Regions from separate parts of the Mus musculus genome. Here region 1 is linked to region 2. A link is a contact called in public HiChIP or PLAC-seq data. All regions are on one chromosome and are shown on one strand. The core of a region is the stretch at or near the end of the contact, and the rest is flanking DNA. Distances in the headings are between cores, read along the strand shown.

Region 1 (3,856 bases), core at 1,191-3,690, 320 kb after region 2:
AAGGTACTGTGACTGCCTTTCCCTCCATCCGCTCCGTGCCTGTGACAAGGCCTCCTGCCTTCCAGGATTGTCAGTTCTTCCACATTCGTAGCTGTGTGTGCCATGCTCTATTCACCGTGTTGGTGGCCAGATGCCTGTGTTCTGTCTGTATGTCTGCAGCTTGTCTGTCAGAGCCAACCTAGAGCCTGGTGCAACAGGCCCTCCCCATTGGGATCACCAAAATGCAGCCATGTTCTCCCCCTTAGCTGAAACACAGCAGCCTTTGCTTTGGCCATTCCCATTGCTTTTGAGCTTTCTGTTTTCTTTACCAAACTTGCCTAATGTCTCCTTCAAAATCACTAAGACTGACCAGAGTCCCGATCCCCAACGAAGCTGAGTAATGTCCCATACTTAACTTTTTCTTTCTTTCTTTACTTTTTCAAATGTATAAAATGGTTTATAAGGTTTATAAGGTACAACTAAAGACCATCGCACAGCAGGTGAAGCATACCTACTTTATATAGGTTCACCATACACAGAATGGGACTCCAGGAAGAGTCCTATAGAACACTGCATTCTGGCTTCCTGTGTGATCCACATCTGCTCCTTTGACGTGTGATTCTTCGAAGATGAAGTCCTAGCAGAAGTCATATGAGGGAGTTCACAGTCTCATGGAGTGCACTGCGCTGCTGCTGTCCATGCACGCAGTGGACTGAAGGACACTAGCTATAGGATCCACACGGGAGCAGGTGTCCCACCATCATGGAGCTGTCTTATGTGTCATAGTCCATTCTTATATATCTATCAAAACGTATACTGAACAATGACTTCTGGGTTGCAAAAGATTTTAACCTGCCTTCCATGCCTTTGTATACACACACACACACACTACCTGTGCCAACTTTAAAGGGCTAAAATTGCTAAACAATCTCATATTGTTGATTATGTCATAAAGAGTATAAATATTCCCTCAGCATCCCTCTCTCTGCCCAGATCTGCCTTCCACTTCTTGCCCAGCTATTGCCTGTCAGCTCTTTATTAGAACCAGTTAGATACAATTCTAGATTGCCTTAGGCATGTGAGGAAGAATTACAAAATAGGAGACAGGTGATGGGTCACAGACATAACAATACTAAGATGCTGCCAGCATTTAGCTCTGCTCATACAGGCTGGCCTCAAACTCAAAGATCCTCCTGCCTCTGCCTGGGATTAAAGGTGTGCAGCACCATACCTGGTCTCACTCTTATTCTTCAATTAACATACAAAATAATGACCTCACTTTGATATTTTCATGTATCTCACATTTTAAATTTTGTGATATATATCCAAATCCAATTCTATTTTGCATAAAATGGGATGAATCCAACCAGTCAACATGTGACTTAGACCATGTGGAAAGGGACTCACCAAACCTGTAAGAACACACAGGCATTATTTCTCTTAAGCTTAACTGACTCTGCTTTTCCACTGCACTGGTTTTAGAAGTTACACATATCCATTGGTGTCTTATCTCTGTCACAGAACATAGAGGGCAGAGTAGGTTGGTCAAAACAAACTCCTAGAAGGTTTTCTGCTTTCCATTCTTCCAGCCAGAGATCTGTGAATGTGCAGGAATCACACTGGCCCCAACTATCATCCCTCATAAGTAAATCAACCTGGCGTCAACACAGGGTAAAGCTGCAAGGGACGTGCTTTACTGAGACCTGCTACCCGCCAGCTACAGCACTTGTAGCCCAGTACTCTGCCGCCTTATAGCCCAGGCTTTCCCACTGGGTTTTTCCAGCTTTGCCTCCAGCCACAGTCCTGACTGAGCATGCCCACTGCCTTCCCCTGTGTGTATATCACTTTGGCGCTTACACTCAGATTAAACCATCTTTAAAATGACACTTCAAAAGACTTCTCATGGACTTTCAGGGCTTGAGGGGTGGGAGAGATGAAAGTATTCACTGGTAAAGTATGTGTTCAGTATGCACAAGGCCCTGGAATCGATCCCCAGCAACCCACACACCGTTTTCCCTTATAAACCCAAATGAAACCTCTGATGAAAAAAGGAAAGATGCAGGAGGCCAGGCTAGGGATGTAGTTTAGTTGGTAAAATTCTTAATAACATACATGAAGCCCCAGGTTCAATCCCAAACATTGCATAAAATCAGGCTTAGTAGTGAGATCATGCCTGCCGCTAATCAATCCCAGGAGCTGGAGGCAGGAGGACTGAGAGTTCAAGATCCTGCTCAGCAGGGCTGGAGATGACACGGCAGTGAAGAGACCTCTTTCAGAAGACCAGTGTTTACCTCCAGCATCTGTCACACCAGTTCCGGGGATCCAATGACCTCTTAGCTTCTGAGGAAACACACACAAATAATAAACTTTTGAAAAAAAAAATTCACCCTCAACTACAGAGCAGGAGTACAGTGTCAGGGTTTTGTTTTGTGGTTTTAAGGGGAACAGAATTACAGGAGGCCATTGTTTCAAAACTATCTGAAAAGCCAGGTTAAAAATAGAGACTGCCCCACCCAGGGATCCATCCCATTAAACAAACACCAAATCCAGACACTGTTGCATATGTCAACAAGATTTGGTGACAGGACCCTGATATAGCTCTCTTTTGTGAGGCTGTGCCAGTGCCTGGCAAATACAGAAGTGGATGCTCACAGTCATCTATTGGATGGAACACAGGGCCCCTAATGGAGGAGCTAGAGAAAGTACTCAAGGAGCTGAAGGGGTCTGCAACCCTATAGGAGAACAACAATATGAACTAACCAGTACCCCCCAGAGCTGTGTCTCTAGCTGCATATGTAGCCAAGGATGGCCTAGTTGGCCATCAATGGGAGGAGAGGCCCTTGGTCTTGCAAAGATTATATGCCCCAGTGCAGGGGAATGCCAGGGCCAGGAAGCAAGAGTGGGTGGGTTGGAGAGCAGGGCGGGGTGGGGTATAGAGGACTTTCAGAGAGGAAACTAGGAAAGAGGATAGCATTTGAAATGTAAATGAAGAAAATAATAATAAAAACCAAACGAGAATCAAAGTCACCAAGGTGAAACTAAAATGTCTACCTGCTCTTACCGATCTGAATTAAAGTGGAAACAGCCAAAAATCTCCCAGACTTGCCTACTTGATAAAAAGTTTTGTCTTAATCCTTAACACAAAAGGAGTTAACAGGAAGCTAGCTTTCCTGCAGCAAGCAGTTGCTTTCCTACTGTTCCTTATCTCTGTCCCCATCTTACAAGGAAACCAGCCAGCCTGCTTTTCAAAGCCCTTCTCCATTTATAAAACCTCATGGAGAGCCTCCGTGGATCCCTTGTAAGGTCTCCGGTCTTCCTCATGAAGCCCCAACAGTTCCTCGCTGTAAGTGGCTCCCCACTGGAGTGGATTCTCCTGCCTTTGCATTGAGCACACCACCCCAACATCATTGTGGTTTATGGGGTGCTAGGCATTTGCCTAGCATAGTCTATAATCTCAGCACCTGGGAAGTGGAAACAACAGAACCTAGGAGTTCAAAACCAGTCTGGGTCATGAGACCCATCCCCCCATCCACCCCCCCAAAAAGACCTGAGGCGAGATAGAAAGACAAAAGGACATTTAGAGACTTGAGAAGAAGAAAGCAGCCTTTTTTCTAGGTGACAAAGGAAAGTGAGGTCCAGTGACTCTCAGCTTGCCTGCTGTGACTCTAATACTGCTCCTCATGTTGTGGAGACTCCCAGCCATAGAATTATTTTGTCGCTACTGCATAACTAATTTTGTTAGTTATAAATCATAATGTATGTTTTCCTACGGTCTTGGTAATCTCTGTGAAAGGGATAGTTGACACCTGTTGACCCACAGGTTGAGAATCAGTGTCGCACAGTTTCATGGAAGCTTTCTCTTCTTCCTGGGGTGGGA
Region 2 (3,905 bases), core at 103-2,602:
AACGAGAAAGAAGAAAGTCTTCAGGGTACAAACAGAAAAAAACAGAACAAAACAAAACAGGTCCTTCTCAGCCAGACCTGACACCAGACGTTTCTAGAAGCCTCCACAGTTCAGGTCATTTCCCTACGCCAGGAAAGAGAACTTTCTTTCCTACTGTTAGTAACAAACAAACCAAACAAAGGGCATTGCTCATTAACTCATTATGTACACACGCGAGCGCACACACACATTCATACACATTCACACAAACACACAGATACACTTATACACACTCACACACACACACATATACATACACAAACACTCATATCCACACTTACACAAAAGAAAACAAAAACTTATTATTCTTTAAAGAAAGAAAGAAAGAAAGAAAGAAAGAAAGAAAGAAAGAAAGAAAGAAAGAAAGAAAGAAAGAAAGAAGAAAATATCACTTTCTTCAAGGGTTAAATAATGGGATCTCACTAGGAATATCCAGAAGGTTCTGTCTCTTTGCCCTGAAAACTCTGCTCATCCTTTTGTTTCTTGCAAGCTTTATCTTTGGCCCCTGGGGTCTCCTGTAAGAGATACTTTAGAAAACAGAGAAGTTGTGGCCAGCTGCTGGCTTCCTAGTATTTTCCCCTCTAAGGCATTTCCCTAAACTCCTTAAAGTCCCCCCTTTATACAAAGTGAGGATTTGTTCTCTCTACACAGACAGTCAAGAAGTCCCCCTAGAAAGCAGTTTTCGCTACTGTAGCTGTTTGGAATTGGCTCCACAGACGTAAACAGGGTCAACTGGGGCCAGAGAGGGTGGCTGTTTCGTTTTAAAGCTCTGGTTAAGAGTGAAAACATGTGACTCCAGCTCGGCCAGAAACAAGGCAGCCTTTGTGTACACTGCAGCAGAGCCAGCAAGTGTGAGTGAGTGGCAGTCCTGAGGCTACACACATGGGCAGGCACAGAAGGCTGGTTCAAAGGCTCTGGTGGGATGCTACTAGGGGCAGGTTAACTCTTTGTTGGAAGGTCTATGCGTTATTGAGGAGCCAAGCAGGTATTTCTTGGGGTGGGGGGCAAGACAGAGACAGAGAGACAGGGTAGGGGTGAGTGACCTTGCAAAGGGACACAGTATCCCTATACCCAGCTAAGAGGCAGCCCAAAGCCATTAGAGAAATGTCTGGGGTGGTTTGAAAGATTAACCACAGCATGCCCTTGTCTTCACATGTAAACACTGCAGGCTAGCCCATTCCCAGCATCCCCTTAGCTCGCCCTCTGCTCCTGCATGGCTGGGGACCTGGAGAAGACCTCAGGACAGGCCTAGCCACTCCTTGATTCTTCCCAGGAGTGGAAGGGTGATTGTTGGCAAGCCACTGCCAGACGAAGTGTCAGTCCACTGACTCAGCCTACCCTGGCTGCACCCTCAGGCACCAGCAGCCATGTGCACTGGGCTTCACCAAGGTAGAAAGGACCCTTGAAAACTCTGCCTGTGACCTCCCACACAAGGCAGGTGGCCCGCCATCCTGTGCTGCTGATAGCTGCTTACTGCTCCCGTGGCTAGTGTGCCCTTCCCCCAGCTGCATCTCAGCCCAGAACTCCAAGCCCTCTTGCTTGGAGCCTTGTGGCACCAGGAAGAAAGGAAACAGCTTAGTTTTGTCATACAAATCCCGGGCTCCTGGACTATATAGGGAGAAGGGAAGATGGTGGTGATGGTCTTATTGAACACCACACCATTAGCACTTATGAGGTTACTCTCAGGATGAGTTTTCATTGCCTTTTTCTAGAGATTTCTGAACTCCTGGTCAGAGTCAAGGTCTTTGCTAGGGGGTGGAGCTATGGTGAGGAATGAGACCAGTTATCACAGGTCCCATCAGGCCCCTCCAGGGCCCTCTTGTCTATCTAGGTATGTCCAGAGCCACTCACCCAACCATAGCTATTGGTGATCAAGAAAATAGTACCTAGCTGGGCACAGTGATAGACACCTTTAATCCCAACATTCAGGAGGCAAAGGGTGGTGGGTATCTGAGTTCAAAGCCAGCCGGGTCTATATAGTGAGTTCTAGGACAGCCAGAGCTCCATAATGAGACCTTGTCTTAAACACTGTCCCCAAAGGAGAATGGTGTCAGACGTTAGAGAGATGACTTACTAGTTGGAGGTACATGCTTCTCTCGCAGGTGATCCAGGTTCTGTTCCAAGCACCTACAAAACTCCAGTTCTAGGGGAGCTGGTGCCCTCTTCTGGCTCCTGTATACTAGGCACATACCAGTGCACATACATTACACAGAATAAAAGAGATAAATTTGGAAAGGAAAGAGGGGAGGGGGAAGGAAAGGGGGAGGAGAGAGAGAGAGAGAGAGAGAGAGAGAGAGAGAGAGAGAGAGAGAGAGAGAGAGAGAGAGAGAGAGAGCCATCACTCTTTTCTTTGGGGAAGGATCATTGAAGTTTCATGCTTGGAATGGCCAGCTGTGGGACATTGACTGGATCCTGGCCCTGGTGTCAGCAAAGAGACTTCTTCCTAGCTTTGATCTTACCAGACTTGGGGGCTGGAAGGTTCTCTGTGATTCTGTTTAAAATAATGCCCATTTCACTCGAGTATATTCACATTTTTTCAGAGCTTCTGAAATTGGTGCCTGGGGCTCATCGGCACTTGGTAAATGTGTGTTAGAAATGAGGTGACCACCAGGCATTGAACCTTCTCCACTTCAAAGTCAGAATCATCGGGCATAACCCTGGGCTCACTCGGGTGACAAACAAGAAACTTATATCAGGGACACGCAGACCTCCTGGCCTCTGCCTGTACCTGCTATGGGTCTCCCATAGCCTCAGGCCATGTTTTCCTATACTTTCAAGGTCTGATTAGTTCCCAGACACTAATTTAGGATGAGCCTTGAAACAACATGATCAGAACTTCCTTGCTGTGTTTATGGGAAGGCACCCCTCTTTAAGTTGGATAAGAGTGCTATAAAGACTGGCCACAAATACCCTGTCTGGACTGGAGTCGTGGCTTCTGAAAGAACCAGCCCATTGTCATGGCTTTGGTCTCTGAGTGTGTGGACAGGAAGTGTGGGCCCCTTACATCAGGAATGCAGTCTGATAAACACAAGTCTCCAGTGATTGCACAATTCTCCTTCACGGTACACAGAGGGTGAGGCACACAGGATGCAGAAGCAACATCTCTCAGTGTGGATAAAGGGAAGGATGGAATGAAGAAGGTTTCCTTGTGCTTCTAAGCCTCTGTGGTGCTTTTTTTTAGGCTTGTTGCTTTACAATAAGGTAGTCTTTATTATGTGTAAAAATCTCTCTTAGCTGGGCACAGTGGTGAAGGACTTTAATCCCAGCACTCAGGAGGAAGAATTCCAGGCCAGTCAGGGCCATGGCAAGACCTGTTTCAAAACAACAACAGAACCGTGTGTGTGTGTGTGTGTGTGTGTGTGTGTGTGTGTGTGTGAGAGAGAGAGACAGACAGACAGACAGACAGACAGACAGACAGACAGACAGACAGAGACAGAGAGAATCTCACTAAGTGTTGTCTCAATCCATTTACCTCAGCCTTCCCAGTGCTGGAATTACAGGTTCACACCAGCCATGCCCCCAGCTAATTGCCTGAAATTTTATATATAAATCCTTGAGTTTAGACACACTCTGTGTCTTTTTCCTGGGGAGATGATCAATATTTTGTTTTAGTACAAACAAAAGAATGCAAGACTCTTCCACCCTCAAAGAAACCAATGGACAAAACAGTGGACAAATAAGCCTAGTCCTACCCACTGACAGATGAGGACGCCCAGTGCCAGAGAGGTCCTTCCCCAAGTCACCAGTTAGGGATGGAGTCATCTTACACATTGAACCTCCTCCGTCCTGGCCAGGTGGCTTTCCCAATGTTCCACACCACCTAGTCTTCTTGAAAGGTCTGATCTTCAGGGCAGGAACCATGTAGC

What was found. HiChIP or PLAC-seq counts read pairs in DNA pulled down with a chosen protein or histone mark.
Region 1: a contact with region 2 is called in a FOXA1 HiChIP or PLAC-seq map of pancreatic cancer cells. The contact joins two enhancer-like sites. A contact is called at or near these places in 3 of 39 promoter capture datasets (embryonic stem cells, hippocampal neurons and pre-B cells), 1 of 115 datasets of contacts at active chromatin or transcription factors (pancreatic cancer cells) and 1 of 9 other capture datasets (adipose tissue).

What each region holds. Positions count from the first base shown.
Region 1 is chr2:118,835,346-118,839,201 of GRCm38.p6, forward strand. Gm39913 (a long non-coding RNA gene) reads right to left here. Exons shown (of 2, transcript XR_866660.2): 2 at 2,045-2,319. Knstrn (kinetochore-localized astrin/SPAG5 binding) reads left to right here. Exons shown (of 9, transcript NM_026412.3): 9 at 1-867. Among named protein-coding and RNA genes, the nearest start is that of Knstrn, 23 kb to the left of the region's middle. Within about 2 kb of position 2,441, at least 18 of the 459 cell types and tissues checked have an H3K27ac peak or open chromatin away from gene starts, as enhancers often do. A contact at or near this core is called in pancreatic cancer cells, where this site is marked.
Region 2 is chr2:118,519,404-118,523,308 of GRCm38.p6, forward strand. No RefSeq gene overlaps it. Among named protein-coding and RNA genes, the nearest start is that of Gm32684, 22 kb to the left of the region's middle. Within about 2 kb of position 1,353, at least 195 of the 459 cell types and tissues checked have an H3K27ac peak or open chromatin away from gene starts, as enhancers often do. A contact at or near this core is called in pancreatic cancer cells, where this site is marked.